Linked DNA regions of Mus musculus: regions 2 and 3 are each linked to region 1. Evidence: chromatin contacts called from public HiChIP or PLAC-seq and Micro-C data. All regions are on one chromosome and are shown on one strand. Each heading gives the region's core, a stretch centred on a gene start, on an enhancer-like site or on the middle of the called end of the contact. The rest is flanking DNA. Distances are from core to core; before and after follow the strand shown. Region 1 has its middle 24 kb from the start of Agpat4. Region 2 overlaps Agpat4 (1-acylglycerol-3-phosphate O-acyltransferase 4 (lysophosphatidic acid acyltransferase, delta)). Region 3 overlaps Agpat4 (1-acylglycerol-3-phosphate O-acyltransferase 4 (lysophosphatidic acid acyltransferase, delta)).

Evidence for each region. A called contact is a pair of places that touch in the nucleus more often than the background predicts. HiChIP or PLAC-seq counts read pairs in DNA pulled down with a chosen protein or histone mark.
Region 2: a contact with region 1 is called in a Micro-C map of muscle stem cells, with 6 times the contacts expected there. The contact joins two enhancer-like sites. A contact is called at or near these places in 8 of 484 Hi-C or Micro-C datasets (the C10 cell line, effector CD8 T cells, muscle stem cells and 3 more), 4 of 115 datasets of contacts at active chromatin or transcription factors (double positive thymocytes, embryonic fibroblasts and embryonic stem cells) and 2 of 9 other capture datasets (adipose tissue and liver).
Region 3: an HNF4G HiChIP or PLAC-seq map of pancreatic cancer cells shows a contact between it and region 1. The contact joins two enhancer-like sites. A contact is called at or near these places in 2 of 39 promoter capture datasets (the C10 cell line and embryonic stem cells), 7 of 15 datasets of contacts at CTCF or cohesin (CD8 T cells, the G1E-ER4 cell line, the NIH/3T3 cell line and 3 more), 146 of 484 Hi-C or Micro-C datasets (the 63-12 cell line, the AML12 cell line, B cells and 71 more), 18 of 115 datasets of contacts at active chromatin or transcription factors (the HPC-7 cell line, the NIH/3T3 cell line, bone marrow-derived dendritic cells and 8 more) and 6 of 9 other capture datasets (adipose tissue, embryonic stem cells, embryonic tail and 3 more).

What each region holds. Positions count from the first base shown.
Region 1 is chr17:12,093,644-12,096,545 of GRCm38.p6, reverse strand. No RefSeq gene overlaps it. Among named protein-coding and RNA genes, the nearest start is that of Agpat4, 24 kb to the left of the region's middle. Within about 2 kb of position 1,520, at least 91 of the 459 cell types and tissues checked have an H3K27ac peak or open chromatin away from gene starts, as enhancers often do. A contact at or near this core is called in the C2C12 cell line, the HL-1 cell line, the NIH/3T3 cell line and 5 more, where this site is marked.
Region 2 is chr17:12,161,816-12,164,515 of GRCm38.p6, reverse strand. All of the region lies in intron 2 of Agpat4 (1-acylglycerol-3-phosphate O-acyltransferase 4 (lysophosphatidic acid acyltransferase, delta)), which reads right to left. Among named protein-coding and RNA genes, the nearest start is that of Agpat4, 44 kb to the right of the region's middle. Within about 2 kb of position 1,450, at least 87 of the 459 cell types and tissues checked have an H3K27ac peak or open chromatin away from gene starts, as enhancers often do. A contact at or near this core is called in embryonic fibroblasts, muscle stem cells and myocytes, where this site is marked.
Region 3 is chr17:12,208,393-12,211,092 of GRCm38.p6, reverse strand. It overlaps Agpat4 (1-acylglycerol-3-phosphate O-acyltransferase 4 (lysophosphatidic acid acyltransferase, delta)), which reads right to left. Exons shown (of 9, transcript NM_026644.2): 4 at 721-882; 5 at 301-454. Among named protein-coding and RNA genes, the nearest start is that of Gm46605, 55 kb to the left of the region's middle. Within about 2 kb of position 1,417, at least 50 of the 459 cell types and tissues checked have an H3K27ac peak or open chromatin away from gene starts, as enhancers often do. A contact at or near this core is called in the C2C12 cell line, the HL-1 cell line, the NIH/3T3 cell line and 4 more, where this site is marked.

The DNA.
Region 1 (2,902 bases), core at 271-2,770:
ATCTGTTGGAACCTACCTCTACACAAGACCAGCTGAAACAACTAGCCTTGTGGGACTGAGCAACTACTAGATTCTTGGACTTCCCATCCACAGCTGTCCATTGTTGGGTTAGTTGGACTATAGACTGTAAGTCATCATAATAAATTCCCTTAATATAGAGAGACATTCCATAAGTTCTGTGACTCTAGAGAACCCAGACTAATACAGTCACCTAGGGGACAAGTCACCAGGGTCTGGAGGGACGCTCTGGATTGGGCTGAGGTGATAGGATTTACCTGAATGTGGGTGTGTCAGTTTGTATATGCTTGGCCCAGGGAATAGCACTATTAGAAGGTGTGGCCTTGTCATTGTGGGTGTGAGCTTTAAGACCCTCATCCTAGCTCCCTGGAAGCCAGTCTTCTCCTATTGGCCTTTAGATGAAGATGTAGAACTCTCAGCTCCTCTTGCACCATGCCTGCCTGGATGCTGCCATGCTCCCACCTTGATGATAATGGACTGAACCTCTGAACCTGTAAGCCAGCCCCAATTAAATGTTGTTTTTTATAAGACTTGCCTTGGTCATGGTGTCTGTTCACAGCAGTAAAACCCTAAGACAGTGGGCAACTCTGTTCCATGAGCTGGGGGCCCAGACTGAATAAGAACAAGAACTCAAGCTGAATATCAGCTTTCATCTCTCTACCTCTGCTTCCTGACTGTGGATACAATGTAACCAGCTGCCCCACTCTTGCCTGCCATCTTGCCTCCTCCACTCTACTGGACTGGACTGCTAGACTATGAGCCAAAGTAAACCATTCTTTCTTGCAGATGTATTTTTTTCAGGTTTTTTTTTTCTTTCTGTTCTTTCTTTTCTTTTCTTTTCTTTTTCTTTTCTTTCTTTCTTTTTTTTTTTTTAAGAAAAAGTACTGCTACAGAAGCCACATTTAAATGCTATTGTACACTAACGTCATCTGCTTTTTCATACCAACAGCATTGTCTGATTGTTGAAGCCTACGGTAGGTAGTCTCATGGCACTGAGCAGAGGGCTCTGCAGAGGCAGCCTGGCTTGCAGTCAATTCTGTGAGTACTGCACAGGGACCAGCCCAGCTGAAGTCAGTTCTCCCAGGATCTAAGTGTTCCTTGGATCAACAACAAAGCAGTTTTCAGCTCCGAAGCGTTTGTACAATGGAGTGCATGCTTGCCTGTTTTCTTGAGCGGAATTTGCAGAACACACTCTAACCTTTTCCCTGTTGACTCAGCATGAGTCACCATTATGAATCAAAACCATAGAATTTTAGTACAAAAAGGAACCTCAGAGACTACTTAGCTCTGGGTTTTCATATTCCAGAAGCAGGGCTAGAGGAGTTTAGGGGGTGGCAAGAGGGCGAGGATGGGATGTGAATTTGGAGGGGCCTGATCGGGAGACCCCACTTCACCTTTGGTCGTGCTCTGATTTCCACATCTGAGACTCACGCATGCTGTGTGGATGCTGACAGTCCAGACAGCTCTTGACAGAGTGGTTACATACCCTGTTCTCTGACCTCTGCGTCTCTGTCTCCACAGTTGCCCAAGACTTGCTTATGTACATGGGAGGCTGGAGTAAGGTTGCACTCAGCTGGGGCTTGCAGCTGCTACCATTACTACAGTGGGCTCAGAGGAGCCTTTCCATATGAACCCAGCTCTATTCTCTGCCTGGCTGTCACTGGTCAGTTCCTGGGGCAGTTATGGCACCCTCCCTTGAGAGAACCCCAACTTCTCTCCCTCACTACTTCACTCTTAGATCTGGCCACCAAGTTAGGGACTGAAATAACCAAATTGTACTTTTCTGGCCTGAGGGAATATACTCAAGAGCAAGGTGTCTGCTAGGGGGGACATCCCCTGGCTTACAAATGGCTCATCTTGTGTCACCAAGAAGGTTCCTTTTCTGTGCCTGTCAACGTTATAACCTCTTAGTGGGCCACTAATCATGATGTTTAGGGTGTACCCTAGTGCCACACTTTTACCTCTTCAAAGGCCATTTCCCCAAATACAGTGACTCCCAGAGCTTCTAATTGTTGAAACATGGCTCAGTCCATGATAATCTTATTCATGGCTCGGCTTACAGCAAATCAGGCTTTGAGGACAGTCACAGTGATGATTCCAGGGCCTTTTATGTATTCTTTTAATGCGCAATTGGCCCTTACACAGACAACTGACTTCTCAAAAAGTTTTTTCTTACTACTGGGTCTCATTATGGCACTTTCCAAACAAATTTGTGTTTGTTTGTTTCCCTGCTTCTCTCATTTCCTCCTTCCCCCTTGTAACTTCCTGCTTCCATCACATGTGACTTTTTGTGGCCACACCCACTTCCTCAACACCTCCTGTTTCCCTCTTGAGGACTCCTTGCTAGTTCCATAGTCTATACCCCTGTCAGACACACACACACCCTTTTTACATATCTATAACAATAAAAGTTAGGATCTACATATGTCTTAGTTAAGGTTTTGCTGCTGAGAACAGACACCATGACCAAGGCAACTCTTGTAAGGACAACATTTAATTAGGGCTGGCTTACAGTTTCAGAGGTTCAGTCCATTATCATCAAGGTGGAAGCATGGCAGCATCCAGGCAGGCATGGCCCAGGAGGAGCTGAGAGTTCTACATCTTCATCTGAAGGCCAATAGAAGACTGGCTTCCAGGGAGCTAGGATGAGGGTCTTAAAACCCACACCCACAATGACATACTTCCTCCAACAACTTCCTGCCACACCTTCTAACAGTGCTATTCCCTGGGCCAAACACATACAAACCACTACAGCATATGTGAAGGAGTGTGCGAGTCTTCTCTTTTGGAGTCTGGGCCACGTCGCTTAATAAGCTACTTCCCAGGTCTACCTGTTCTCCTGCAAATTTCATAATAGTTTTATTCTTCTTTCCAATTGAGCAAA
Region 2 (2,700 bases), core at 201-2,700, 68 kb before region 1:
ATCTGAACTAAGCCTGACTCTTTTGTTACATACCAAGGGTTTAATCTCATAAGAATGTTTTCAAGGCGTCAAGGGATCCTTTCAACAGAACAACAGCAGGTACAACCTTCTACCCCGTAAGCATGCCGACCTAGGCTGATTTCTATGGCTTGTGAGCGTAGGAACAAGGCGACCATGTTGAAGAAACCCGTCACGTTCATGCCCAGCTTCATGGAACTGAACAGAGGCCTTGCTTCATCTAGGGTAGAGCCTATCATGAGACCTCTGAATTCATCTTTTGGGGAGCCCTCTTCAGGTACCTACTGAGGTGCAGAGAACGCTGCCAGGGAGGACTACTCCCATAGAGCATCCTTCAACACAGGAACGCAGCTCTGATAACTCCCAGCCATCTGCCTGGGGCTCTCCAGCATCTGCCTCTTCCCACACTCCTCCACCGTCCCACACCCCGACACCCTCACAATTCCTCTGTACACATTCCTGGTTGTCAGGGCTCCCTGAAAAGCATGAAGGCTTCGTGCCGTCAGACAGTGTGTGCCTGTCTGACTGGGTAGGAAATAACCTTGAGGCCACCTTCACCTCCCTTTCTGTTTTTGCAACATGTCGAGATGTATTTCCTTGTCTCACAATGAAAAATAAAAACAAAACAAAGCCAAGCCTCAGGTAAAGTGATGGAGTCTTGAGGTTTTAGAACAGGGCTCTCTTAAGTCCATACTAAGAACCCCTTCTCCTGGGGGGCCCACAGCTGGTCTCCCCTAAACAGCTGCACACAACCTCCAAAGGGAGCTTCAACACCGGGCAGGCTTGGTGGGCTCAGCGCTCCTCATACTACGCACGCACGCACGCACGCACTGTCTGGGGATGCGGAGTGGGATACTGCACATTTAAGTTAAGCGGCTGACACGCATTCCTGGGATCTGAGTGAGGTCGGGAATTCTCTTCTCCAATAACCCCCTTCCTTCCTGGGAACCTGGCATCAGGCCAGGAAGGAAGGCCTCCTCGAAGGATTGGAAATGCCTCCCCTCCCCTCAGGATCTAAGACAAGGCGAAGTGGAGGAAAACAGGAAACTGTGTTTTGCTGAGAGGGGCCAGGGCCTGTTGAGAACTCTTCACCTACTCTACTTCAAATTAAGTCTCTTCATTTCTCTCTCTGGTTTATGAAAACAAAATGCCACAGGCTAACCACAATGCTCTTCAAGTAGTTTTCATTCTTTACGAAGAATTAAGTATGTATGGCTGGCATATGCAAATTTTATTAAGGTAAAAATGCGCTTTACATAATTTATAAAATATATTAAATGATTTACTCCAACTCAGAAGATTGAAATGGCACAAGAAATGTAAGGAGATGCCCTAAGGTTTCTTTTCTGGCAACTTCAGCTTCTCTAGACCACATCCAGGGCACCAAACTCATACTCCAAGCCTGAACTGAAAGCTGTAACCCAAGCTGCCAGTGGAGCTCAGCACCGCCCAACCCAAATGAGCCTGAGGACAGCTCATTCCTTTCTAAACCACAGCAACAGCTAAGGCAACCTGCTCACTGGAGCCAGCCATCAGCTCACAGCACGCCGTATGTCAGCTGCACTCCCAGGTTTGCTGGTTTTTTAGTGGACGTAATTGTACACTTTACAGTGTAAATTCCCTCCTTAAAGTGTAAAGTCATTTCTTTTACCAAGGGTAAGAGATTCATATGAGAAATACACACAAATGTACACATACACACACCGCACACTCATGTACACACAGAGACACACACACACACACACACACAAACCACCACCACCACACATGTTCACATACATACACAGGTACACACTCACATACATGTACATATACATGTGTGTATGTATGTACACACACACATACCATATACCCATCACACATTCACCAGACACACATACATACCAGACACAGACATAGACACACACACCATACTTTCATACCTGGCTTGTGGTACAGCTTCAGGGGCTCATAGAACTACTCATCCTACACAGTGGGACTGGGCTGTTGCTTGCTCTGCACCATTCTGTGTGTACCTATAATCCAACTGTGCCTCAGTTTACCATAATTTGAGTCTAAAAGTCTCCATGAGATTGGATTCTCAGCACAGCCTTCCAGGTGTGCCTGCCCAAATAAACTCCAATACTGTTAACACCTGCTGAGGGTTTGGGGGTGTAGCTCAGTTAGTGGTCTACCAGGCGTGAAGCCCTGGGTTCCAGCCCCACCAATAACTAAATTGTTTTTTGTGGCTCATGCCTGTAATCCCAGAATTTGGGAGACAGAACTAAAAGGATCAGAACAGAAAAGCTGCCTTAGCCTGGAATACATGAAGCCCTGTCTAAAAACAACAACTAAAGAAAACACACACAAAAACCAAAATACCTACTGAGCAGGGGCAAGCACCTTGTTACCACCTGGGGCCTGAGACAAGGGCAGTCGTGCTTGAGTTGGTCCTGGCAGATGTCTGCTTTAAGAACAGTCTCTTTTGCCCGGCGTGGTGGCGCACGCCTTTAATCCCAGCACTTGGGAGGCAGAGGCAGGCGGATTTCTGAGTTCGAGGCCAGCCTGGTCTAAAGAGTGAGTTCCAGGACTATACAGAGAAACCCTGTCTTGGAAAACTAAAAAAAAAAAGGGTCTCTTTGAAAAGCCCCCATAAAACATGGTATCTACATATATCAAGAAGCAGATGAAAATTGTTTTGAA
Region 3 (2,700 bases), core at 168-2,667, 110 kb before region 1:
TAAGACTCCAGACTCATGGGTCAGCTGCCCTAGAGTACAGGTCAGATCATCTACAGGTGGTTGTCAGCAATAGACAAGCAAGAGATGGCCTCAAAGACTGCAGCTCCATGGCCAGGCCATCTCAGGGGTCCTCCAGGGAGCCTGCACCTTCTGCACTCACAGTGCAGTACCGCCGTTGACCAGCAGAGGGAAGTATTCACTGGGATGCAGAAACGTGAGGTGCCCAACCAGACTGGAACCTGCCTCTTGTCCCAGGTCCCACCTAGCCTCAAAGATCCCCTGTTTAGCCAGCATCCTTACCAACATCTCGCAAGCACTTCACAGTAATAGCAAAGCCTTTGGTGCGCGGCAGCAGGTGGTGTTTGAGGCTGGGCAGCCCCTTGGCTTGGGCCACCTGCATGCTGATTTGGTGTTTCTTCTCTGTGAACCGTGTGCCCTCACAGTGGATCAGGAACTGAAAAGCAAAAGATAATGAATGGTCACACAGGAGGATCCCACGCTCACACAACCCCAAGCTCAACCAGAGGCCACAGTGCCAAAGAAGTTCATAGTCACACTTGACGCCAGGTCAGCCCCAAAGTGCCCTCAGGTCACATGTCATTCCAGGTCATACTCAATTCAGTGGTCACCCGCAGAAGAGTCCTAAAGTGACTCCTATGTGTGGTAGCCACACATAATTCCACAGGAGCCAGACAGCACACGGCTCTTTTGCCTACGTACCAGATACTTCTCTGGGTAGTCCCGGAGGTGCAGCAGGCTCTTGGCAACCGTCTGCCGATCTTGCTCCCACTTGCGTGTGCAAAAGATCATTTCCACGAAGTACCACATCCAGCCAATGATTGGGACATAAGCCAGTTCTTTCTTGGCCAGGACTTTGGAGTTCTGAAATAGAAGAACCACCTCAGGGTATCTGTGAAGGAGACATGGCTCTTGGAGCTCTTATGGGGAAGGAATAGCCAGCCATACCAAAGGCTACAAAGCCAAAGCCTTTGGGCTTGGAGTCCTTCCTCTTTCCCACTGCATTGACTCATCCCTGGGTGGGCTGCTCCATGGACAGGGGTCTGCAGATGTGCACAGATGCTTGAGGATACTCTCTCATGGACCACAGCCCTCCTAGATGATTGACATCTGTGTGTTCACCAAGCCCAACCTGAAGTTCTGTCTGGCAAGTCTATAGAATACCATCCCACAGATCAACCCATCAGCAAAGCCACTGAGTTCGTACAGGCAAGGCCAGCAAGATTCATGACGTGACAGACTAGCGAGCAGAGGCCAGCAGAGTTTGAGGAGCCCCATAGCTGGCATGGGGAGCAGGGGAAGCTGGGAAATCAACTTGGCTCAAATGGATGCTCTTATTCATCTCTGCGGCTGGAAATAGCCAAACTCCTCAGGCCAGGGTAGCTGTGGTTAGTCTCCAACAGTTGCTCCATGACCACACTGTGTGGGCACCAGGGGTGGGGTGGGGAACTTGGGAATCTAATGAGTCAGGGAGATGCAAAATGACTTTCACTTTGCTGGACTTGTCTGTCTGTCTGTCTGTGTCTGTCTCTCTCTCTCTTTCTCTGTGTGTGAGAGAGAGAGAAAGAGAGAGAGAGAGAGAGAGCACATTCATGTGCATGAATGCAGAATGCAGACACATGGAGGCCAGGGGACAACTCCAGGTATCAGTCCCTGCCTTCTACATTGTTTGAGGCAGAGCATCTTGTTGTTTGTCGGTTGTACGTGCCAGGTTAGACGGCCCACGAGTGTCTGGGGACTCTCCAGTCTCCACTGCTCACCTCCCCGTAGGAGCAGTAGAATTCCAGACACTCGCACTACGTGTCCTGAGCTGCACGGAAGTTATGGGGATACACACTCAGGTCCCATACTTGCCTGGCAAGCCCTTTACCCACTCGGCACCCTGACCACCGCCACCATTCGTATTTTTACTCTCCACTATGGAATCGACTGAGACGCTCCCTGACTGAGATGGATGCTCACCCACCCACACCGGCAGTGTGGACCGTTGTAGGCAGCTGAGCACTTTTTTGACAGCTGTCTATTAAGGTCCTAAGCCTTCGCTGCCTGAAGGGAAGAGCAGGCATTTCACATCACCCACTCCCTTCTCTCCCCTTTTCCTATCTTCCACTCAGTGTCTTCATGGCTAAGACTCGTAGCATTTCTATCATGCTTGGGGCCCTGAGGTAAACTTCTGAGGAGGCCTCACCTACATCTACACCCAGCTTTTTCTTCTCAGCATGGAGTAACTTTAAAGTCTCAGATGAGGGAGTAAACTGCCTGATTAGAGATGATCTTACTCTTGTGCCTGTCACCCTGATAACCAAACCATCTTTGGGGTCATAGTCCACCCTAGTAGCTCACTGCCCTGTGTCCACACTAGACGTCAGACTCCAGGGAACAGGAAGGGACATTCCTGCCTGACCTCACTTTAATCTCTGATGAGAGCAAATGGATCCAAACACAAAACTTCCACGGGCAAATTAAGCTCTTCTTTCTGGAAGTTAAAACTTATTTTTAAGATTCTATACTGGATCTTGCAAAAATTACATATGGAGTGCTCAGGAATTACAGAATGACCCACACTACCACCCACAGAGGTGCTGTTGGGTCTACCAGGGCAGCTACTGGGCTGGGTGGGTGGTCAGTCTCACCCAGCCAATCAATCATAGCTGCATTCTTGGGTGCACTTCCTGTTTGTGG